Regions from separate parts of the Rattus norvegicus genome. Here region 1 is linked to region 2. The links are chromatin contacts, called in public Hi-C maps. All regions are on one chromosome and are shown on one strand. Each heading gives the region's core, a stretch centred on a gene start, on an enhancer-like site or on the middle of the called end of the contact. The rest is flanking DNA. Distances are from core to core; before and after follow the strand shown. Region 1 has its middle 36 kb from the start of Tmem212. Region 2 has its middle 120 kb from the start of Fndc3b.

What was found. Hi-C and Micro-C count contacts between places; a contact is called where the count stands out from the background.
Region 1: a contact with region 2 is called in a Hi-C map of psoas muscle, with 3 times the contacts expected there. The contact joins two enhancer-like sites.

Annotation. Positions count from the first base shown.
Region 1 is chr2:112,703,039-112,708,185 of GRCr8, reverse strand. It overlaps a transcript of Tmem212 not described here. Among named protein-coding and RNA genes, the nearest start is that of Tmem212, 36 kb to the left of the region's middle. Within about 2 kb of position 1,560, at least 33 of the 93 cell types and tissues checked have an H3K27ac peak or open chromatin away from gene starts, as enhancers often do.
Region 2 is chr2:112,593,849-112,599,372 of GRCr8, reverse strand. No RefSeq gene overlaps it. Among named protein-coding and RNA genes, the nearest start is that of Fndc3b, 120 kb to the right of the region's middle. Within about 2 kb of position 3,117, at least 11 of the 93 cell types and tissues checked have an H3K27ac peak or open chromatin away from gene starts, as enhancers often do.

The DNA of each region.
Region 1 (5,147 bases), core at 311-2,810, 110 kb before region 2:
AGGCAGAGGGGAGAGGGAGAGGGAGAGGGAGAGGGAGAGGGAGAGGGAGAGGGAGAGAGAGAGAGAGAGAGAGAGAGAGAGAGAGAGAGAGAGAGAGAAAATAGAGTAGGAGAGGAGAGGAAAGGCCGGCCATGAGCGTGTAGAGAAGGGGGAAAGGGAATAGGGAGAGAGGACAAAGGGGATAGAGGGTAAGAGCAAGAGAGCAAGAGAGAACAAGAGGGAGCAAGAGACAGAGGAGGGGGCAAGCAGCCCCTTTTACAGTGTCAGACATGCCTAACTGTTGCCAGGTAACCGTGGGGTGGAACATACCTGACTGTTGCCAGGTAACTGTGGGGGTGGAGCTTAGACAGAATGCTAACACCTACGACCTCCACACATGCACTGTGGCACGTGCCCGCCTATACGCATCGCACAGATGCACTGTGTAAGTATTAGTTCAAGGGTTTGGACTTCATTCAACACATTCAGTAGATGTCTTCAAACATCAGTCAGTATGGATTCCACTTAATTTGAAAACGGACAAATTCAGGGTAAACATTTTAGACATAACACTTCAGACATAAGACATAAACGCCTTCGTTTTGCAGATGTGGTATCTGTGATTGTGAGAGGCTTCATGACTTCTTCAAGGGCACAGGGCTGAAACATTGCTATCTAACAATCCAGTGCACGGTCTCCCAGGCCCGGGTCCTCAATCAGCACACTGTTATCTGCCCCATAATAGAATGATAAGATTTCTAGCCATGGTCTGGTTATTGCACACGTAGGGGCCCATTAGGATAACGTCCAAGTTAAGAGCATTTGAGCTTTCCCCCTCAGTACAGGGCCCACTGCTTATTCCTGCACCTACATCTTGCTTTAGTATTTATGTCCTACTCTGTGCTGAAATAATTTAAGGTGACCCTCGGATGTTTTACCAACAAGCCACATCTCTGGCTGCTACCACACCCTCTAAGGCCGGGGCAGTCCAGTAGTTGCTTTCTAGAAGTGAGGGGAGAAAATCTGGGGAAACATTTGAGAACCCTGAACAATATCCAGTTTTCGTGGAATTATGTGGAACAGCACAGTAGTATATGCCTTTGGTTAGCCAGAACCCCACTCACAATGTTAATAACCACATTGGGTATCAACACGTTAGAGTTTGCCATTCTAGTCACAAAGAAAAGAACAGGCATTTTACTGTGCCCTTGTCTGGGAGACATAAAAGGGTTAATTCTCCACTGCTGTGTGCCAAAAAAATGTCTAGTTTACAGACTGGAACGAATATGGCACCTTCGTTTTAAACAGCCAATTTCCAGTTTCGTGTGGCTGTTGAGATTCCTAAGCTAGTGACAGGGGCCGGGCAGAATGGGCTGGGTTACTTTGAATGTGGACATATGGGCTGTGGGAAGGAAACTATTTAAGATGGGGCTTAGGGAGAGGGGGAAAAAGTCGCCTTTCCCCAGCTGAGATTTTTCCAAGATGTCGTCATACAAATCTCCAAAACCTCTGCGGAACAGTAGACGGCTCTCATTGGCTGTATGCAAATGATGTGCGAGCACTGGTTTCCTGGCAGAGGAAAACTTACACCAAAGCAAAGATCCAGTCCGAGCCCAGCCCGGCTCTCTACAATCCTAAAAGAACAGTCATTCTTGACAGGACAATTTCAGCCTTTGACATGCCAGGAAGTAATTCCACAATGTCACTCAGTCTGAGGTCTCACCAGTCCTAAGACAAGAAGACACAAATGCAGCGTTTACGGTTTAAGTTTTCGCACAGACTTTAGTACAAAACCTGGAGCAAAAACCGTGGGAGGAGCCCGAATTACATCGAACATTGTCACTAGTAATTAAACCCAGTGTATGGGAAGAAAGGGCTTCTGTCAGGAAATTGCAGGCACAACCTGAAGCTCATTTCTTCCCCCATTTTACAGACAGGGGGCCCTCGCCACGCTCCGGATGTGACACCCAGGTAAGGCTGGGTGGGCGTCATTAACGTACCTCAGAAGTTAGCCCATCCTGGAGGTTCAGAGGCCTTCCTGAGGTTTTCTGACCTATATGTTTCAACGTGTTTCATTTTCTCCAAGAGCAGGCAGACAAGAAAGGTCAGGGGACTTAGGTTAACAGCTGGGAAATGGACTGGGACCCCACAGTATGACATCATTTTTTTTGCAGCTCAATGAAGCAATGACAATTCCATGAAGGAAAAAAAAATCAAAACACTATAAAGTAGCCGGGGCTGCCACAGCAAGTCCCAGAATCTGCAGAGAAAGGACCTGCCTAGCTTAGCCCTTGCCTCTTTGTTAATATCCTCGGACAGGGCACCTCAGAAGAGAGGGTAACAGGGATAGGGAGGGAAGAAGCTAAAAGAGAACACAATGAGAGAGAGTGGGGGAGAGTGGGGGGGAGAGGATGGGAGGGAGGGAGTTGGGAGAGAGAAGGGGAGGGGGAATCTGGGGAACAAACATGAGAGGGCTCCTCCTAGACCTATAATGGGGTTCACTACTATTTATCGACTGTCTTGTGGCTGGTCCAAGGGGAAGAAGGAGGATTAAAACTTGCTTCAGTGTCCAACTGCCAGGCCTGGGGCAGAGCTACATCTCCCCTTTTTGGACTCAGACAACTGTCTTAGGACTCGGTTGTACTGACTTGTCTAGAGATATGTACAGAGAGGCCTATTCACCTGGACAGAGAGGGCAATAGCAGACCAAAGAAACGGAACTGTACCAGTCCCTGGACAACTTGACAGCAACACCGTGGAAGGGTCTCGCCTCCCCAGAAACCCTTCACTAATTATGTAGGCTCTAGGAAGGGTGGGGAGTCAGCTTTGAACTTGTATGGTCCTCTTGAGACTTAGAACTTTGCTGTGAGTTTCTTCAGCTGCCCTACCCCTCCCTCTAGGAAGGGCTGTTTCAAAGCAGCAGGAACAGCTATAAGGGCCTTGTCCTGGGGCGCAGGTTTGAGTGGATGACAAGACTTTCCTAAGTAGCCTGTGAGTATGTGGACACTCCTTGTGGGGTATACCCAGAAACTTAAGTGTGAGAATTTGTCTGGTTATGAAACTTCGGCAAATGGGTCTCCTGAGTGGGAACCCCCAAACATTGACAAAAAAGATGTCCTCAAGGCACCAGCACAGGTCATAGGAGTCTCGCTGGCTTGGTAAGGAGGAACCCTGACCTTGGCTTCGGCCTGTCTCCATGATCTTGTACCATGTGCCCAATTGTGGTGCTGCTCCTACCCTCCCCAGTGGCAGAGCCTGACCTGGATTCCAACCAACTGGTTCAGCACTGAATCAAGGCAAGGATTTAAAGGCTCTGGCCAACCCATTGAGAGGCTGCCTCAGAGTACCCTGCTGCCCCACCTCTGGTAACAAGGTTTGGAGAACTGGCTTCTGTGTTATATACCTCTGTTGCTGGCTGAGTGGCTGCTTCCTATAACCAAGTGTCCGTTCCCTTTGTCATGCCCCAGCAGGGACTACAGGATGGCTTTGAAAGACAGTCTTAGCACTTTCGTCAATTTTCTTTGTTCTCCCCATACAGATCCTCCTGGAAGTTAACAGAAGCCACCAACACTGACTACAGCTAAGCTAGACTATCATAGCTCCTTGACACTTTAATATATATTTCAAAAAAATTGACAATAAATCATTTTTACAACATCACTTCCTAGCCTCCTTGATGGGTGACACACTACAAGGGCTGTCTCAATCATGACAGAACAACTGTCCAGCAACTGAGCAGTACCAGGTGGCCCCTCTAATCTGGGTTTCAGGAAGTTATTCCACAATTCTTGGTGGGAACCATGCAGAGACAGATATGCTCCCCGGGAAATCTCACATAGCTGAGAGGTGTACACATCCTCAGGATGGCTCAAAACTCTAATCCTCTCCCTCCACCTCTCCCTCATTCTCCTGGAGAGGGTTGGTGTCTTCTTTAAATGAGTCACTATCCCCACGATCTATTGAAAACTCTAGCTGTTGTAAGGTCAGGAAGCACAAGAAACAGAACTTTACATAAAACGCCCATAATTACTGAGGTTATTTTTTCCCTGCCAAATTGGCATTCTTAAACTCTCTGGTCACTCCTTTTAAGTCGTTATGGTGTCTACAATTAACTTGATAGGGAAAGGGAATTTATTTTTACACTGGTGAACCTGATCACAAAATCCAGGGCTTGTATATTTACCATCTGAATAACCACTGTGCTTGTTCACACATGTTGAAAGTGTCGTTTGACTTAAGTACACAGAGCAAACTCATTGAAGACTACCCTTTCACCTTGCTCTAGACTCGGAGAAAGATCAAAGCTGCCGGTATTTTTCCAGGGTGACCCCTGCTTTGTTCTGAACACTTCGCCCACCTCCAGTTTGTAGAAGCTCAGACAAAAGCCTCTTGTTTTTCTCTTCTAGAAACCTTCTTATAAACAAGACTCCGTTGCTCACTTGGCATCCCAAGAAGAGGGGATTCTTCCTCATAGGTAGACCTTTCCATTACAGTGTCTTCTACAGTAATAGCATCAATCCCTTCAAACTTTTAAAGCTCACAGTGTTAAAGCAGGGAAGAGCATTGTGGAACTTGGCAGATGAAAAGCACTGTGGGACTTGGCAGGTGAAAAGCATTGTGGGACTTGGCAGGTGAAAAGCATTGTGGGACTTGGCAGGTGAGGAAAGGTATTGAAATGGTTCTGTTCTAATAAGACCGGTGTTGAACAATGAAAAACAGCTTAACTATTAACATCTCTGCCTTGAAATACCCAAGTGGCTAGCATTTTTTTAAAAATGTAACCCTGGTTTATTAAGTAATTCTTTTCATATTGGAGGAGAATATAAAGTAAGTGTTGATAACTGATTTCGATTAGCTCATAAATTATTACTGATAAAGAATGCACAGGGTACCAGATTGTGTCTTCTTAACATGGCACAATGACTTGGAAAAGCCCAGGGCCCAGCGGGAGGCTCAGTATGTGAGGGTAATTTCCATTAAGCTTGGAAACTTCATCCCTGGGACACAACTCTTACCAGCAAGTTATCCTCTGACCTCCACACATGCTGTGGTATATGCAAGCTTGTGTGTGCTCGCACACACACAAATAAATAATTGTTAAAAAAAATGTCCAGCCCACAAAACACAAATGATACAGAAGATAAATGGTAAAGAAGTTTGACCAAGTT
Region 2 (5,524 bases), core at 1,868-4,367:
CTTGATGGATAAGAACTCTCCTCATGGTAGATTGATGTTAGGTGCTAAGTCTTGGCAGAAGGGATGTCTTACTACTGTTATCTGAGTATGTGCTGTGGATTGGATGTTTTTGTGTCCTCCCCAATCCACATGCTGGAATCCTACTTCATCATGTGATGGTACTGGGCCATGATTGGCATGGAGCTGTGAGTAGGAAGTGCCCTTATTAAAGAGAACTCACAGAGCTTTCTGTTTTTAAACCATATGTACATACGTAATGTATATAAACTTTTTGAGAGCTTCATATGTGCCTACAATGTATTTTCATATTTTCCCACATTCTCTGTGAATACCTTCTCCCAGGTCTAGCTCCCACCTCCAACCCCTCCCACCTTCATGCGGGTTTTTTTTTTTTTTTTGTAACCCACCAAGTCTAATTTGTACTGCCCATATTATACTCATGGGTAGGGGGCCATCCACTGTCTGACCTCCAGGGGCCACACCCTTAAGGAAAGCCGACTTTCCTTCCCTCAGAAGTCATCATCTGCCAATAAGTCTTCAGCTAGAAGTAGGACTCCTGAGCCCCTCCCAATCCATGCTGGAATGTTGACTGGTTTGACTGTGTACAGGCCATGTGCAGGCAAACATGGCTGCCTTGGGTTCCTGAGTTATGCCATGTCTAGAAGACACTGTTCTACTCTAGTCCTCTGTGACCCCTGGCTCATGCACTCTTTCTACTTCCTCTTCCTTGACTGTTCTTAAGCCTTAGGGAAGAATATGTTCTTATATCTGCACCTTCAGCAGTACATAGAACTTCCTTGAGGTTATTCTACTAGGTGAGTGTACAAGAAAAGGATATCACTCTACAACCAGAAGAGGCCCTTGACAGAAGTTGACCATGTTGGGTGTTGGTACTTGATATGGGACTACATCTGTGGAAAATAAATATGTTTTTGTAAGCCCCTAAGTCTATGGTACATTGGTTTGGTTTGGTTTTATTTTGTGTGTGTGTGTGTGTGTGTGTGTGTGTGTGTGTGTGTTCATGCTCATGTGTATTCTTATGTGTGAATGTAGCATGTATGTGCACATGCATGTGGAGACTAGACTAGAACATTGGGCATTAAGATCAGTTGTCCTCCACTGTTCTTTAATCTATTCCTTTGAGACAGAGTCTTTCACTGAATCTAGAGCTTGTGGTTGGCTAGACAAGCTGGTCAGCAAGTTTCAGGGAGCCTCCTGTCTCTACCTCCCAAGCCTGAAATCACAGGCATTCACTGCAGTGCTCCACTTTTTATGGGTGTCAGGATCCAAACTCAGGTCCTCATGGTTGTACAGCAAGCACTATACTGCCTAAGGCACTTCCCTGTCCTTAATTTGTTTGGTTTAGGTTTTTTCTTTGTTTCTAAAAATCTTATTCATGTTTTCAAAATAAAACTTTATCATGTTTACCCCTCATTCCCTTCTCCAACTGACCCCATGTTAATCCCAGCATGGCCCCTCTCAACTCCCTGCCTTTTATTTATTCAGTCATTTGATTTTTTTGTTTGATTGACATATAACCCACCTAGTCAAGGTAGTGCTACCCATATGTGCCTGGCTGGGGCTGTGCCCTGGAGCAAGGGAAACCTTGTAGGAGTCTGTAGGAGCACACAGCACTTCAGGGCTCCCCTCCCCCTCCTTCAGTTCTTACACTTGTCCCAGCCCCTCTTCTGTAGTGTCTCCTCAGCTTTGGGGGTGAGGGTACAGAGACTTTGACCAATTGCAAGCCTCCACATTGATGGCTGCCCTCTGTAAAAACGAACCTCTCTGTCCGATATGAAGCAGTTCGGTTCTGTAGGTAGAAGTCTGAGCATTCAGAGGGCAGTATGAATAGAGCATCAGTGGACATTTCTTAAGTGAGGGAATGACTTGATTGTATCCCCGACAAGGAATAGGCTGGGATGTGCACACCAGTATTAGTCAAATGTGACCTTTAGGTGGGGGGAATGTTCGGGAGATAAGAAGTGAATTTACAAAAAGATCATCAGTTTCCTCTTTCCATAATACATTGTAGCCAGAAAACCAGATGTTCTGCTCTCCTCACGCTGTGTCCTTGGCAAGAGAAAGGCTCTTCCACTATAAAGAAATTCACTGTGATCTTGAGGGTGTCCCTTCAAAGGTGTCATTAAACACAAAGGCTAAGGCTTTTAACAAAAGGCTTTTCCTTTTATTAATATAGGTGGATAAGTAAAAGGCCCAAGATGAGACCAGAAAAAAATGCTCTTTTGAAATGAGCCAGAGGGGCAGAGGGAGAGATGGCCCAGTGGTTAGCACTGGCTGCTCTTCCAGAGGGCTCAGGTTCAATACCTAGAACTGACATGGTGGCTCACAACCATCTCTAACTCCAGTATCAGAAGATCTGGTGACTTCCTCTGGTCTCCGTGGTCACCAGGCACAGTGAGATCAACAGACAAACATGTAAGCAATATACCCATATATAAAAGGTAAACTTAAGGAATAATGGGATGGGGATGTCGATCGATCGTAGAGAGCTTGTCTAGAAGGCACAGTGCCCCAGGATCAACCCCCATAATCCCATCGTCAATATTGCATAAACCAAATGGGATAGCACATACCTATAATCCAAGCCCTTTGGAAGCAGAGGTAGGAAGGTCATTCTAGATTACAAATTAAAAATAAGTTCAGCCTGGGAAATATGATAGCTTGCTTGTAATATGACACGTAAATGACAATCCCCTGGGTAGAAGTTTCAGAATTATTTAGAGTATAAAGTTTCTGGTCTTTAAGGTAGTGGTTATCTATAAACAAGCTTGTCTTCAAAGCTTGAAAGCTAGGAGGTGTGTGTGTGTGTGTGTGTGTGTGTGTGTGTGTGTGTGTGTGTGTAAGAGAGAGAGGGAGAGGGGGAGGGGGAGTGGGGGAGAGGGGGATAGGCAGAGGGGGGGAGAGAGACAGAGAGAGAGAGACAGAGAGAGAGAGACAGAGAGAGAGTGTTTTGACATGACACTTTTAGGGCTTATGCCCAGCATCTGCCTTATTTGCTGAAGCAGAATGCCTTGCTGCTTGCTGCTAATACCCACATGCTAGTCACAGAAACACCATTATGCAAGAATCCGAGGAACGCCGATAAAAAGACAGCCTGGTATTCAAAAATAAACAGAAACCAACTTCTTTTGGTCACAGTAACGTGTACTTTCCACAGCACCTCAGCTAGCCAGTAGATTTCATTTCTATCTGGTTTGTCTTCAGAGCCGGAGAGAAGGAATCCTGGATTTGGCAGGCCCTGCTCCTGAAGCCCACACCCACTGGAGCAACATTATTGGTTCAATCCTTGAGGCCAGTAACACTTGCAGCCCCAGGGAAACCTCAGTTCCAAACTTTTCCATCATCCCACCAGGGAGTTGGTTTTGCAAAAGGCTTTGGCTGTTCCAGGCACTTTCTCTCCCTTTCCTCTCTTAAAGCATACTTTGTAAGGTTGGAGCAGTGTGGAGTCTTTCCCTCTGTCCTCATCCAGATGTTTCTGCTCCTCAGGATGTACACCTGTGAAGCTGGGTCACTGGGGAGAGATGCTTGCACTTTATTTACAGCAAAGAAGAATGTGTTCTTCACATGCAAATGTTTAAAATGGTCACTTTGTTCCCAGGGCTTCATGGCAAGATCTGCTAAGACGGACTCTTCAGGGACACGAAAACAAAATGTTAAGGTCAAAATCATCTAATCATTAAATGTTTCAAAATGCGTGTCCTGGCTCCCTCATACTCTTCTTGGTGCTGAGGGAGAAAAATCTGTTTTAGTTAAGAAAGAAGTAGAGTCGGGGAGGATGGGCAGTTTGCGAAAAAAGAAAAATAAGTAAAAAAGAGGGGTAGTTGGCTTGGTGACAGTGTCCTGAAATTTGAAAGGAAAGTTAATCTGTTGGGCTATGCTTCTCACCAGGCGGGTGATCTCCTTGTTTGGATGATATACACTGACTGATGATGTACACAGTGCGTTTGAGGCAATATTTGAAACAGGGTAGACATTCAGTACAGTTCCTTGGATGAAAGACGTTGACTGACCGAGAAGCCCTCTCAGTGCTGGCTTACACGTTGCCGGGAGATGCTTTGCAGGTTGCTGTGGTAGAGGAAGACAGTAGTCTCACCCAAAGCTGTGCCCTCCCTACCACTGTCCCCTGCCTAGCCTATGTGTCTGCTGCCACAGTAGCGGCGTGATGACTGTAGGAGTAAGCAACTCCAGGCTGGACATGAGTCCTGCCGAAGGGGAGCAATTTTATGCGTGGTGCCATAAATCTAGTCAAAAGCCTACAACTGAAGGGAGTATAGGCCCTAAGGGGACTTCGCTGTTGTTATGCTAGATGGTCATTTTATAAATATGTTTATACTCACAGATTGGTGTTGCTCTGAACTTTACTCATAGAAGTCCCTTTTTTGTGCAATGGGTAGTAATTAATGCAGAAAATCATAAGTGGTTAAAGAGTCAAGTTCAGCAACTGTGAGTGTTGAGTAAATGTGGCGGGTAAGTTACGTACGTTAATCTCCCCCATCCAAAACCCAGGGAACATCGGAGACAAGTGGATAGAAAGTGAGAGCTGGCGGATGAGGAGGAGGTTTTTGAAGTGCTGACTTGTGAATATGACACAGCTGCCACACAGCTCGCACCAGTTGTGATTCCCTGCCTAATCAATATCAAACCAGTCAAAAATTACGGAATGAACGGAGGAACTGTAGGTAGTTAATGGTTGCTGAGAGAGAAAGAGTCACTCTCTTTGGGGATGTGGCTGATAGTAGGTAGTAAGTGCCCCATTGGGTGGTCCCACACCCATGTGCACATCTGGAACGCTGACTGGACTTGGGGAGTTATTTATAACAACAGAGAAAGGAGGACATGAAATTGGGAGGAAGGCAGGGTGGAAAGTTCTAGGGGGGAGCTAGAGAAAGGTGGTGGTAGATAGGTTTAATACCCTATTGTCAACGAGTAAATTTATGTGTGTGTGTGTGTGTGTGTGTGTGTGTGTGTGTGTGTGTATACATCCTACATATGTGTTTTGTCAGCATGCATGTGTGTGCACCATGCACACCATGCTTGGTGCACACAGAGGCCAGAAGAAGCCATTGGATCCCTTAGAACTACAGTTACAGATGCTGTGGGTGCTAAATACCAAATTGAAGTGCTCTGCCAGAGCAGCAACTGGTCTTAACAGCCAAGCCTTCTCTCAGCCTTGTAAAATACTATTCAAAAAAATAATAATTCTTTCTACTCTGAGCTACCAAGCCATACCATACTCTTTTAGAATCAGCCTTAAAATCTCAGTCCTCACAACCCATGCTTTTCTTTCATGTCACTCCAAGTACACTCTTCAAAGTTTTACCTATCACCCATTTCCACAACTACTTCCACATTTTGGGGCACTGGTTAAAACATCGTCCCAGGATCTCTGATCACGCTTCTTTAACAAGTACCATATGGGGTTAGTGGTGTGGCTCAGTGGGTAGGGTGCTTGTCTTGCATGCATGAAGCTCAGGATGTGAACCTGACCACCCCATAAAGCCGG